Regions from separate parts of the Triticum aestivum genome. Here region 1 is linked to region 2. A link is a contact called in public Hi-C data. All regions are on one chromosome and are shown on one strand. The core of a region is the stretch at or near the end of the contact, and the rest is flanking DNA. Distances in the headings are between cores, read along the strand shown. Region 1 holds the start of LOC123092721 (protein CHAPERONE-LIKE PROTEIN OF POR1, chloroplastic). Region 2 holds the start of LOC123092720.

What was found. A called contact is a pair of places that touch in the nucleus more often than the background predicts.
Region 1: a contact with region 2 is called in a Hi-C map of leaf, with 6 times the contacts expected there. The contact joins the promoter of LOC123092721 here to the promoter of LOC123092720 in region 2. A contact is called at or near these places in 3 of 5 Hi-C or Micro-C datasets (all in leaf).

Annotation. Positions count from the first base shown.
Region 1 is chr4B:462,851,568-462,858,462 of IWGSC CS RefSeq v2.1, reverse strand. It overlaps LOC123092721 (protein CHAPERONE-LIKE PROTEIN OF POR1, chloroplastic), which reads right to left and starts at 2,111. Exons shown (of 5, transcript XM_044514543.1): 1 at 1,990-2,111; 2 at 362-558; 3 at 172-269. The coding sequence starts at 513.
Region 2 is chr4B:462,493,702-462,500,983 of IWGSC CS RefSeq v2.1, reverse strand. It overlaps LOC123092720, which reads left to right and starts at 2,466. Exons shown (of 5, transcript XM_044514541.1): 1 at 2,466-2,836; 2 at 3,996-5,575; 3 at 5,673-5,752; 4 at 5,853-5,991; 5 at 7,068-7,282. The coding sequence starts at 4,252.

The sequences.
Region 1 (6,895 bases), core at 862-3,361, 360 kb before region 2:
TCATGCATGAAAAGCAAAGTGGTAATCTGAGATGCACACGAGTCAGTTGTTCCTTATTAGTTCTACTTCAGTATTACTATAATTGAATACAACGAGAAATAACTAATAACATCTAAAGACACTATCATGTGATGTTTTTGTTGTCATATACATACGCAGCTATAAACTTACGATTTGAAGAGTCCGCCATGTCACCAAAGGATGCAGATGCAAATGGTGATATTCTGGAACATCGCTGTGTAATGGAAGGAGCATTATATTTTGTGTATCTGCATTGAAGGGCTGTAGTAAGGCTTCTTGTCACATTGTAAACTAGATTAATTCTTTGATGGTGAGGTCAGAAGAAGTATAAGTATTATACCTATCAACATTGACAAAAAGTTTTACATTTTCCTTACGCCCCCTGTTGAATCCCAATGAAGAGACGAGTCCCAGGGGTGCACTTGACGCCCTCGGAGTAAGTGGAGATCGAGTAGCCCTCAAGGGATTGCTTGCTAGACCATGCGCCAACATCTCAAGATATAGCTGAACAACCTGAACCAAGGATATTTCACCCTCCTAGGCAAAACAAATAACAGGACATACAAAATTAGTAAAGAAAACAGGAGAAGGAGAAGTACAATAACAATATGAGTCAGCACTTTGATGCTTGCTCCGAAACAAATCAACGCCACAAGCAGTGATTTAAACGGCCAGTTATTTTTTCGGACATAAACGCTATGTGATTGAATTAAAATCCATGATCACAGCTGCAACCATTAAAGCCACTATACTGATCACTATAATTCTGCTATTTTGTAGTCCCGCACTCCCGCTATATCCAATATGCTACATGTGTCACTTCAGTTAAATTTGAATCATCTCTAGGGTATCCTTTGTGATGTTCTTCGTAAGCATAATCTCTATACTTGAACTAAACTACTTTGTCCTGTATAGACAATAAATTAACATTAAGTAAACATGAAACCAACCCCGAATTGGCATTAAGTAAACACGAAATACTTCTGTTCTACAGAGGTTACCACCCAAAATTGATGCTCAGTTGTTATACATTTTAAGCACCAGAATATGCAAACAGTGGAATAAGTAGGCAATAAAACATCAAGCAAGCAGCGGTAAACGAACCATCGAAGCTAACGAATCAAGGATTCCGACAAACCTAAAACATAAGAACACAAGGCACACCGTCCCACTAGAATTTTCTGCATAAACAGTTCTGCAAGTTTGTGAAATCAACATAGAGAGACTAAGAAAGTACATCTCCACGATTCGTGTGGCACACAAATCATTTACTCTCCTAGACAAAGCAGCTGACTGCACTTAAAGCAACAGCAATACCGCAGCTAACCTAAAGCATTGGACCCGCGATAACTGGACGGCGCAGCTGCCACACAGCAAGCAGCAGGCCTGTCAACGAGCAGAACCCAAGCGAGCCGGGGTGGGGGCTTGGTGCGAGCCTCGGGACAGGCCAGATATGGACTTGGCCAAAGTTGAGCTTGACAGAGCACCGTAGCAGATGGCAACATAATTTTTGGCAATGGAATTAAAGCAAAGTGGATTCAACTATTAAAATTCTACAGTCAAGCCAATCTGCAGCGAAATCGGACCATAGCATCCATTCAGTGAGGGAGGACGAGATCCTCGGTGGCGTCGCCGGCCTGGGTGAAGGAAATCGAGGCAATACAGGGGCAGGGGCAGTAGCGTCCCGCGGCCTTGCCTCGTAGGAAGGGACTGCGACAGCAAGGGCAACCGGCGGCCCAGTGGCGGACGTCCTCGTCGAAGACGTCAATAGGGTGGTGCCATGGAGGCAAACACGGGGGCGGCAGGAAGATAGGCGGCGGCGGCGGAAACTTGAGAAGACAACGGCTAGGGTTAGAAATTGTTGCCGTCAACGGTCTTCCTCTGATTTCGTGCATCTCGGCGTTTGATGACGGCGTCGCACGGGAAACGGCGAAACGGTGGGGGAGGGAGGCGAGGCGAGGACCTTACCGACGAGGTGAGCAGTGCGTCCGGCGGACGGGGAGCGGCGTCGGAGGAGGCCGCCTCCTTGGATAAGGTGGCGGAGCAGACGGTGGGGGTGGTGGGGGAACGCAAGGTACGGGGGCCGGGGGGGAGAGATGGATACCATGGCCGAACTCGGCGGACCAGCGGGCCGGAAACGAAGGGGAAGACCACACTGGGCCTTCTCACACTTTTTCTTTTGCCAAACTGAAACGGGCGCGACGATTCCCCGTAATGGGCCAGGCCCAGCGCGCAGGAACACGGTTTTATTTTCTTTACGAGCAGAGGTCCTATACGACGGGAGCAACTAATTAACGAGCACTCCTTCGGGAGCTCGCAACAATCAGCGCCACTTGGCGCGTTCTCAGCTATTCGCCACGTGTCGCGCTCTGGACGCTCCCTCAAGATTTTTTTTTATTTTTCCGCACGCGGTTTCAGCTTTTTAAACGTTTTTGTTTTGTTTTTTTTTGACGTTTTGGTTTTCCATCGGTCTTTCCTAGCTTTTCGACAAAAAAAATCGAAAAAAATAATTTTTTTGCGCAAAAAAATTGGATTTTTTCGTGAGAGTCACGGTTTGTTTTTGCGAGAGGCATAGTTGTGCTTTCGCGAGAGGCACGGCTGTGCCTCTTGGAAACGGAAAAAAATATGTTTTCTGTTTCTTTTTCTTTTGCGAGAGGCACGATTTTGTTTCCGCGAGAGGTACGGTTGCGCTTTCGCGAGAGTCACGGCCGTGCCTCCTCGGAAACGGAAAAAAAACACGTTTTCTGGTTTTTTTTCTTCCGCGAGAGGCACGGTTTTGCTTCCGCGAGAGGCGCGGTTGTGCTTTCGCGAGAGGCGCGGTTGTGCCTCTTTCGAAAAGTAAAAAAAACATGTTTTCTGTTATTTTTTCTTTCGCGAGAGGCACAGTTTTGCTTCCGCGAGACGCACGGTTGTGCTTTTGCGAGAGGCACGGGCGTGTCTCTTTCGAAAAGGGAAAAAACGCGTTTTCTGTTTTTTATTCTTTCGCGAGAGGCACAGTTTTGCTTCCGCGAGAGGCACGGTTGTGCTTTCGCGAGAGGCACGGGCGTGCCTCTTTCGAAAAGGAAAAAAAACTTGTTTTCTTTTTTTTTCACGAGAGGCATGGTTTTGCTTCCGCGAGAGGCACGATTGTGATTTCGTCAGAGGCACGGACGTGCCTCTTTCGAAAAGAGAAAAAACCCGTGTTTCCGGTTCGGTTTTTTCGTTGGGTTTTTTCGTCCGATTTTTTCGTGAAAAATAGTTCGTCAAAACCTATCAACATGGATCTAATTTTGAAGATCTCGACGCGAGGAATCCAACGACGAAAGCGGTTCGAGATTTGGACGCACATTTTAAAAGATAAAACGTTTTGAATAAATGAATCTATGAAAAAAGAAAAAACACCCAGGTTGCAATAAGTGGCGCACATGCAGTGCACCACTTGTCGCAACCTGAAAAAGTTGAAGTAATCTCTGCAAGGAGTACTCCTTAATTAGTGATTTCGCTATACGGCGCCTTATGCGTCCGTAGACGCAACCGGCGCCTACACTGCAGCACGCTAGTGGGCCGGCCCATAAAACACGCAGGGCAGTGAAAATTGTACTTATGGCGTGAAAAACAGGGAGCTCCTATACAGCGCCTGCAGGCGCCCGTTAACGATCCGGCGCCTGCAGCGCTGCTAGCATGGGCCGGCCCACTAGCTTGCTGCCCTAAGTTTTTTTTAGTTTTCTTTACGAAAATAAAAATATGAAATGAAGAAAGGTTTACAGATTTAAAGAAAAAAGTTCATCCATTTGAAAAAATATGTTCATATCTTTAAAAAAGGTTCATAAATTTTTCAAAAGTTCATCAATTTGAAAAAAAGTTCATTCGAATTGAAAAAAAATGTTCATCCAATTTATCAAAAGTTCATTCAATTTGAAAAAAGTTCATAGGAATTGAAAAAAGTTCATGGAACTGGAAAAAAAGTTCATAAATAGAAAAAAGTTCATCCATTTTCAAGACAAATGTTCATTAAATTTCGAAAAAGTTCATCAATATTCAAAAAAGTTCATCAATCTAAAAGAAGTTTACGGAATTTTCAAAAAAAAAGATCATCAACCGGCGCCTATATGGGCCGGTCCATTTACGGACGCCACAGGGCCAGTTAACAAATGCACTTTAACTGGCGCCTATGGCGCCAAATAGGAAATGCTTGAAAAACAACCCCAAAAAACGTCACTCTCTTGAGGAATCGAACCTGCGCCGGTTACCTTCAGTGCATGGCTGGCTAACCACTCCACCTACTAAGCCCTCGCGAAATATTAAAACCCGGAATCTTTAAGAATTAACTTACCCACGCTATTTAGAAAAATGGGATTTCTTCTGAAAAGAAATGTGAACAAAACTTGAATGTTCACAGATTTTAAAAACATCACGAATTAGGATACAATTCATTTATTTAAAATGTTCATTAAAATTGAAAATTCATCAATTTTCAAAAAAGTATAAAATTTTGAAAAAAAAAGTTCATCGACTCTGAAAAAAGTTCACAGATTTTGAAGAAACGTTTATCGACTTGAAAAAAAGTTCATGGATTTCAAAACAAAGTTAATACCGTTTTTGCATCAATTTTGAAAATAAGTTCAAAAATTTAGGAAAAACTTCACGAATTTGAAAAAGGAAATCATTGATTTCGAAAAAATAAAATCATTGATTTTGAAAAAAGTTCATCAAATTTGAAAAAGATCACCTAATTTGAAAAGAGTTCATCAAATTTGAAAAAGATCGTCAATTTTGAAAAAAATTCATCGAATTTGAAAAAAGTTCATCGATTTCGGAAAAAAATCACACAACATAAAAAAAGTTCATCAATTTTGAGAAAAAGTTCATCGTTCTTTGAAAAAGAAATTTAAAGAAAAGGGAAAGGAGAAGGAAAAGAACCAAACAAAAATATCAAGAAGAGATAAAAATGGAAAATTCCGGGAACTGCATAAAGAATAAGAGGCGGAAAATGGAGTAACTAGTCAGAAGGGATGAGGTAGTCGAAGTGGTTACAGTCATTCCCCACGACAAAAGCGGTCTCGAGTTCGAATCCTCTAGTCAGCTAGGATTCGGGTGAGAGCAACTAATTAACGGGCGCTTCTTTGGGAGCCTCGCAACGATCAGCGCCACTTGGCGCGCTCCCAGCCGCCCCGCCAAGTGTCGCGCTCTGGATGCTCCCTTCAAATTTTTTTTTATTTTTCCGCACGTGTTTTCAGCTTTTTGAACGGTTTATTTTTCGGGGGTTTTCGACGTTTCGGTTTTCCACCGGTCTTCCTAAAATTTTGAATCAATTCTTTTTGCGAAAAAACGTGTTTTCTTTTTTTTTCTTTAGCGAGAGTCACGATTTTGATTCCGCGAGAGGCACGGTTTTGCTATCGCGGGAGTCACGACCGTGCTTCTCGAAAACGAAAAAAAATGCGTTTTTTTTTCAAGAGAGGCATGGTTTTGCTTCTGAGAGAGGCACGTTGTGCTTTCGCGAGAGTCACCTCCTTGCCTCTCGGAAATGAAAAAACGCGTTTTCTGTTCTTTTTTCCTTGCGAGAGTCACGGTTTTGCTTCCGCGAGAGGCATTGTTGTGCTTTCGGGAGAGTCACAGCCGTCCCTCTCATAAACGGAAAAAATGTGTTTTCTGTTTTTTTTTCTTTCGCGATAGTTACGGTTTTGCTTCCCGAGAGGCACGGTTGTGCTTTTGTGAGAGTCATGGCCGTGCCTCCCTTGAAAATGAAAAAACGTGTTTTCTCTTCTTCTTTTTTTTCTTCCGCGAGAGTCATGATTTTGCTTCCACGAGAGGCACACGGTTGTGATTTCGTGAGAGGCTCTCGTGGAAGCAAAAAACGAAAATATGAAGAAGTTTCTGGATAGTGATTTTTTCAAAAACATGAATATTTTTAAAGGAGAACAAATTTTGAATTGTGCACAATTTTTTTTTGTAAACATAAATATTTTCAAAATATGAACTTTTTTTTTGTAAAGATGAACATTTTTAGAATTATCAAATAAAATTTTGAAATGGGAACAATTTTTAAAATAACGAGAAAAATTTGAAATGGAGAACAATTTTGAAAATCCCAAACAAATTTGAAATGCGAAGAAGTTTTTAATACGTGAATAAAAATTTGAAAAATAAGAGCATTTTTTGATATTTGTGAACAATTTTTTAAAACAGGTACGTTTTTTGAAATCCATGTCATTATTTACAAATTCCTCAAAAAATGAACAAAAACAATTAGAACAATTTTTGAAAAATAAGAACATTTTTGAAAATTGAAAACAAATTTTTTGAATTGAGGAACATCTTTTGAATTTGTGAACAAAATCTGAAAAAGAGGAACATTTTTTGAAAATTTGGCACAATTTTTTTGAAATTGGGAACATTTTTTGGATTTGTGAACAAATTTTGTAAAATGGGAACATTTTTTGCATTTGTGAACAAAATCTAAAAAACATTGTTCGAATTGTTTTTGTTCAAAATTTGAAAATAAACTTAAAAAGAAAAAGGAAAAGAAAAAAAGAAAAAGAAAAAGAAAAAAATAAAGAAACGGAAAAAAAGAAAAGAAATAGAAAGAAGAAGGAAACAGAAAAAGAAAAGAAAAAAATGAAAAAGAAGAGAAATAGAAAAAAGGAAAATGAAAAAGAAACTGAAAAAGAAAAAGCCGGTTCAGGAACCTTCTAGAATGTTCCCAAAACCAAAAAACACAGGCTGGAAACATCATAGGAGGTTCCCAAAAACCGGTGTGTGCTAAAACGGTAAAACGGGCCGGCCCACTGAGTCGCTCGCTCGCACCTCCTACTGTGCGAAGCGTCGACAGCCGGCCGCAACGAGCGGCGAGTAGGATTTTCCACGTGCAGATGCTCATTCACATATCTTCACATTC
Region 2 (7,282 bases), core at 1,217-3,716:
TTTCCTCTTTCCCCTCCCCCCTTTCCTTCTCCACCAAGGCAAGAGGGGGGAGTCCTACTCCCGGTGGGAGTAGGACTCCTCCAGGCGCACCCCAAGGGGGCCGGCCGCACCTCCCCCTTCCTCCTTTATATACGGGGGCAGGGGGGCACCCCATAACACACAAGTTGATCTATGGATCGTTCCTTAGCCGTGTGCGGTGCCCCCTCCACCATATCCCACCTCGGTCATATCGTCGCGGAGTTTAGGCGAAGCCCTGCGCCGGTAGAGCATCATCATCATCACCACGCCGTCGTGCTGACGGAACTCATCCCCGAAACTTTGCTGGATCGGAGCCCGGGGATCGTCATCGAGCTGAACGTGTGCTGAACTCGGAGGTGCCGTACGTTCGGTGCTTGGATCGGTCGGATCATGAAGACGTACGACTATATCAACCGCGTTGTCATAACGCTTCCGCTTACGGTCTACGAGGGTACGTGGACGGACATTCTCCCCTCTCGTTGCTATGCCATCACCATGATCTTGCGTGTACGTAGGAAATTTTTTTGAAATTACTACATTCCCCAACAATATATACCGTCTCAGGGAGAAAAAAATCAGGGAGAAAGTTTCATCGTGTTTCACAACACGGAGCCGCCGCCAAGCCCTAATCTCTCTCGGGAGGGCTGATCTGGAGTCCCTTCGGGGCTTCAGAGAGGGGGATTCGTCGTCGTCGTCATCATTAACCATCCTCCATCACCAATTTCATAATGCTCACCGCCGTGCGTGAGTAATTCCATCGTAGGCTTGCTGGACGGTGATGGGTTGGATGAGATTTACCATGTAATCAAGTTAGTTTGTTAGGGTTTGATCCCTAGTATCCACTATGTTCTGAGATTGATGTTGCTATGACTTTGCTATGCTTAATGCTTATCACGAGGGCCCGAGTGCCATGATTTCAGATCTGAACCTATTATGTTTTCTTGAATATATGTGTGTTCTTGATCCTATCTTGCAAGTCTATAGTCACCTATTATGTGTTATGATCCGACAACCCTGAAGTGACAATAATCAGGATACTTCTCGGTGATGACCGTAGTTTGAGGAGTTCATGTATTCACTATGTGTTAATGCTTTGGTCTGATTCTCTATTAAAAGGAGGCCTTAATATCCCTTAGTTTCCACTAGGACCCCGCTGTCATGGGAGGGTAGGACAAAAGATGTCATCCAAGTTATTTTCCATAAGCATGTATGACTATTTACGGAATACATGCCTACATTACATTGATGAATTGGAACTAGTTCTGTGTCACCCTATATTATAACTATTGCATGAGGAATCGCATCCGGCATAATTATCCATCACTGATCCATTGCCTACGAGCTTTTCACATATTATTCTTCGCTTATTTACTTTTCCGTTGCTACTGTTACAACTACTACAAAAACCCAAAAACATTTACCTTTTCTGTTGCTACTGTTACCATTACTATCATACCACTCTTGCTACTAAATACTTTGCTGCAGATACTAAGTTATCCAGGTGTGGTTGAATTGACAACTCAACTGCTAATACTCAAGAATATTATTTGGCTCCCCTTGTGTCGAATCAATAAATTTGGGTTGTACTTCACCCTCGAAAGTTGTTGCGATCCCCTACACTTGTGGGTTATCAGCCTCCCACTCGTGGAGCGAGCGGCGGCCGAAGCCGTTGGCCGCCGCTGCGTCGTCGGGGAATCGCGCGGCCATCAGATGGGCTTGGGAGAGAGGAGAGAGCTCGGCGGAGGTCGGCGGGCGGCTGTGGGCTGGTGTGGCCAGAGGCGAGGGGGAGGCATTGGTTTTATAGCCCCGCGTCGTGTGTACATGTGGCGGGAGGGGAGGCGTCGCCGCGCCGCCCGTGATGAGGAATCAATGGCAAAGGTGACCGGCGGCATCTTTGCCATTGATTTCACGCGGGAAACCGAGGCGTTTCGAGGACGACGAGGCACGCGTCGCTGACTCGGCGGGCCTGCGGCTCTTTCGCGCCAAAATCGCTCGCCCCGGCGTCCCCGGACGCCCTCCAGCGCGCCGGGTTCGGTCTGGGTCCGCCGGCGCTAATTTCGGCTCAACCCGGTGAAAAACGTGCTCCTATGGACACGACCGGACCATTCTTTCAGCGCCGGCGCGAAAAATCGACTGAGGGGCTGTGTTGGGGGCGCGGCTGGAAATGCTCCGACAGGGACGCTGCAGCGACGCTCATCCAATCCCTCACCGGCGCAAACAGCCCAAGAAATGTCTCCCTGGTAGTGGGTCCCCGCCCCCACGTAAGCATCACGGCCCGCCTCACCGTGAGTTATTTATCCACTTGGACGGTTGGGCCGTTGGGCGGCCGGATACGCAGGAACATCTCGAGATCCCCGCCCTCCGCCACTCCCGCGCGCTCGACTCTCCGCCGTCCGTTTCGCCCTCCGAAGATCCGGCCTCATCCACCACCACCACCACCTTCGCCGCCGTCTCCCTCCCTCCCTCCCTCCCCCACTCGCGTCCCGGCCGCCTCCTTTCTTTAATCAAAAAATTCTTCCCGAATTCTCATCCATCCCCACTAATTCCACCGGTGATCCCTTTCCCTAATGCTAACGATGAGCAGTCGCCGCGACTTCTCCACGCCTAACCCCTCTCCTCCCTTCCGCGCTTCTTCTTCCTCTCCTTCTCCTTCCTGGCGTTCCGTACTGATTTGGTCGTCGCGCCTGGGTTCGATTTGACCGCCCCCACCACCTGTCGTATCCACCCGTGCAGCCGCTCGGGCTGTTCGTTTCTTGGTTCCTCGCTCATCGGTTTTCTTGCGCTGGTTTAGGGATTATCGGGAGCAATACTTGTCCAGGTGCGTGCCGAGTTCCTCCACATAAAAAGGCTTTCTGTTTTTTACTTTTATTCTGATGTTGCTGTTCTAGTTCTGGAGCGATGTTGCTTTTCTGCTTATCTGGGCTGAAGCTAATCGCTTTCTTGCTTTATGCGTGATATGTACCTGCGTTTCATGCATGCCTATAAGTGGAAATTTCTGGTGCCGCGCATGGACTCAATCATTAGAACAGTTTTGAGTGTTCGATCAGTTCCGTGTTTGTCCATAAGAACTTTGGCGCGGCGGCTGTGCCGGAGGATCACGTCCTATTTTGGCTTGTGTACCAGAGTAAGGTTCATATTAGACAGTTACTAGTGCGGGTCCTTGTTAGCGCTGTCATCAATGAAAGTAAACAGTCAATAGTACAAAGTTCCATAAAAGGAGAAAAGGGGCTCAAAAACTCCAAGGAATAGAAGGAGAAAAATGGTGCCAAGGCTGTCTTTTTACCTGTGATAAGTTTCCTAGACAAGTCTACCAGAAGTCATACTCAACTTAGAACCATGTGGCTTAAACTGAAACCGTTTAACAGAAACTTTGAATACCTAACTCGGTTTTTTAATAAGCGACTGACATTTATGACAAAGTATTCAAATTCTGAATGGTAAAAGTATACTCCTTCCGGTTCAAATTAATTGACAGTGTTAATACATGTTATAGGCTGATTATATAGAGCTTGCGTCAATTAATTTGGATCGGAGGGAGTACTACTTTTTGCAATTATTAGGAAAATTTTGCTTGGTATTCAAATTCAAATTCTGAGAGTGCAACGAAGTGCTTCAGCTTACCTATGCAACATTGCATCATCAAGATGTCTTAAGAGTAGTCATGATGTGGAGTAGCTCTTTGAAATGGGCTAATGCTCTAGCCCCACACGTTTTCTGAATGATTATCACATTATGGTAGCAATGAACTCAGTCACCTGATCCTGTGGTTAACTCTGATTAAAAGATGCCTGGCTTCTGTTCTTGTACTTCCTAGATGACTTTTTTGATACCTTTCACTTAGCCCTATTTGCTTACTGGTGTTTGAACAAAGTTGTCAGAGATGTTGAGTCATTTACATCTTTCCTTATCAAGATACAATGACAATCCTGCTTGCTGCACTATGTGATTATATCATCTAACTTTAGATCATTATACAGTTCTGCACTCTGCGTACCATGTGAACAAGTTTGAAGGTAGGGCCATAGCTGGACTGCCGTGGAGCACAATGATCTTTACTAAGATGCCACATTGGGGATTTTCAAATATATAGAAAAGACAAGCTGAAGAAAATCGACATAGATTTGTGACGGCCAATACTGGTTATGGAAGGTGCATTAATCAGAAGAATTTGAGTCAAAGCGAGACAATGACCAAAATCATGCTTTAACCGGACTTCACAGAGCCTTTACTGCTATGGAGATTTCATCAAATGAACCATCAGAAGTAGAAAATATAATTGGACATGAAGATGATACAGAATTAACACCTCGCGAAGGTATGGAATTTGAGTCTGAAGATGCTGCAAGGGAATTTTACAGCTTGTATGCAAGACATGCAGGTTTTCGAATTCGGATTAGCAGGTATACCCGCTCCAGACGTGATAATTCAATCATTTCTCGTCGTATTGTATGCTCAAAGGAGGGATTTCATGAAACGCGTAACTGTGAAGGCCTCCACCCTGACCAAAAACAGCAAGAGCGGACAGGTACTAGAGTTGGTTGCAAGGCTATGATAATGATAAAAAAAATTGGTCCTGGCAAATGGGTAGTTACTAAATTTGTAAAAACCCATAATCATGGATCAGTTCCACCAAGAAAACTTGATATTAGGTCAGCACATCAGGATCTTAATCCAATTGAAAAGCCACATTCTACTGAGGTAAACCCTGTTGACGAGCCGGTTGAGGGTATGGAATTTGATTCTGAAGAAGCCGCAAAATTGTTCTATATAAATTATGCGAGGCTAAATGGTTTTCGTGCACGTATTAGCAGGTATTGCCGTTCAAGGCGTGATAATTCAATCATTTCTCGTCAGATTGTGTGCTCCAAAGAAGGCTTCCGTGAAGTTCGAGCCAAGAAAGAGATCACAGACGAAGGAAAAACGAAGCGCCCAAGAATGATAACTAGAGTTGGTTGCAAAGCTATGATTGTAGTGAAAAAGATGAACTCTGGAAAATGGATGGTGTCTAAATTTGAGAAGGAGCATAATCATTCGTTATTATCTTCTAAACAGGCCCCTAGTACATCGAACATTACTTCTGGAGAAAATGCTGAATCTGCTGCAAAGAGTTCAGATCCTGATGAAGCGAAGGTTGAGGAATATAGTGCAGGGATTCAATGTAATTCTACAGATTCACTCACTGTACTTTACAACAAATTATGTCAGGAGGCTATAAAATTTGCAAAAGAGGGATCAGTCACAGAAGAAATTTACCATGTGGCGATGTCTGCCTTGAAGGAGGCGGCAGAGAAGGTTGCTCAAGTCAAAAGTTGTCATCCAATAATGCCGCACCGTGGAGTTTCTGGTAGTGAAAGTAAACATAAGGTCGTACAGATGAAAACTATGAGTGCTTCGCAATGTTCAGATGTGGCCAAACAGAAAACAATACCTTCGCAGCTCACGATGTTTCAAGAGTCTACCTCCAAACTAATGTTCATTCCTACCAACCTGTTGACTGATTCAGGCTTAGCTAATTCTGATAACAATCATCCTTCATCATGTGCTTTCACCTCAAGTGGTAAATACACCATGTATAAGATGCTATCAATTCATCCAGTAACTTATTGCTTATGAACTCTTCTGTTTATAACAACTGTTGCATGTTCTATCAACAGGGAGACAAGGCAGGCATGGATCAGAATGTTCTTATTTGCATGCTGAGAACAGAAAGGAGGGCTGTCCTGAGAAATATCAGGTTACCCTGCCAACCTCCTCATCTGTTTCAGAGATATTCTCCACAGCATTTGATATTTCTTATTGGGTTACAAGGTTCTTATTTTTAGTTTTAATTGCAGAATAGCACTTCGAGTCGGGCAACACAGGGAAATCATTCAACCTACCATGGACATTCTGAAGAAACTACAGTTGCTATTCCTGCTATACCTCTGACGCTATACATGCCTTTGTCGAGGAATTCACCTGGAGCTTCTGCTGGTTAGATTCCATTTTCTTGTACTGATTACGGAATAAATATTTATAACTTTATGTTCCCAGCAAAGAAGTATCATCCATGTTACAGTAATTTTGAAAGAAGAAAATCTAATGTTTCCATTTGGTCTAGTTAATGATAGGTTGACGTTAGCTTCAGAGGTTCGCATATGTCACGCACAAAATAATATAAATTTATGATTCCTCACCACAGGCTGCTAATTGACAGTTTAGTCCATTACCTTTTTCAGTGTAGCTGTTTTTTTTCCTTTTGATGGGACTCCAGTGTCGCTGTTTAGTTTGTAAGTTTGCACACCAATTCTCTAGCCTTAGGTCATTGTGTTCATCATGACCACTCCATATATCATGTTTTCGATCCAAGTAGTTCCACTTTTGAGTGGGAGCAATTCTACTTGTTTAAGAAAGAGGAAAGGAGTAAGATGGAATATGGGAAATTCAGTATGGATAAAACTATGAGAAAACTGGTATGGGTTTCCTTTGACTTATGTTCCATGACCTGCCCTTGTCGCTTCCTTTTTTTCCATGGAGGAAAGCCCTCGGCCTTTGCATTGATTGATAGACACAACCCTCCCCTTGTCGGTCCCTAGGTGGTAAGCCCGCAATTCCAATCCATGGAACATAAATAGTAGGCGTGTACATAGAAAATTGATCTTTCAGGATAGGTGTCAAATTAGAAGCTGAGACCAGAAATGAGAGTAATTTTCATCATTTCTTGAATCTGTGGTTTTATCCTTTAAGATGTTCCGTGTCCAGAATAGTAAATTGTATATCATAGCTTGGCAAATAGTTTGGTCACGTTTTCAGTGCTGATTCTGGAACATTTTATAATTTGGACATACTGCAAATTGAAATGTTTCTGTCCTCAGAGTCGACGGCTAATGTATTTATAGTCCCATACTATTGCAGATAGATTCAAAACAAGTTATACTGTTTTTCATGAATCAACCTACTAAGCTACTGTTGTTGAAAGCTTTCACACACGCACATTAGGCTTTTCAACTTTTAATAGATCGAAGCAGTACAGGCATTGACTGATATATGTTCATTTCCTTGGGCTACAGATGGACAGTACAAATTGTTGGCAGCACCTATCGAAGCAGTTCCAATTTCATACCGCCCTGCAGAACCCATTAGACAACCAAAAAGAAGTTTTTGTAATTTAGGTCCATTGCCAGGTGTTATGTCTGAACTGACCAGGCGAGAAAAAGGTCCACACCCTCTTGTGCATGCTACAGCTCTTGCTTGTGGTGCTCGTGTTGTTCCTGTTGAGGAAGCA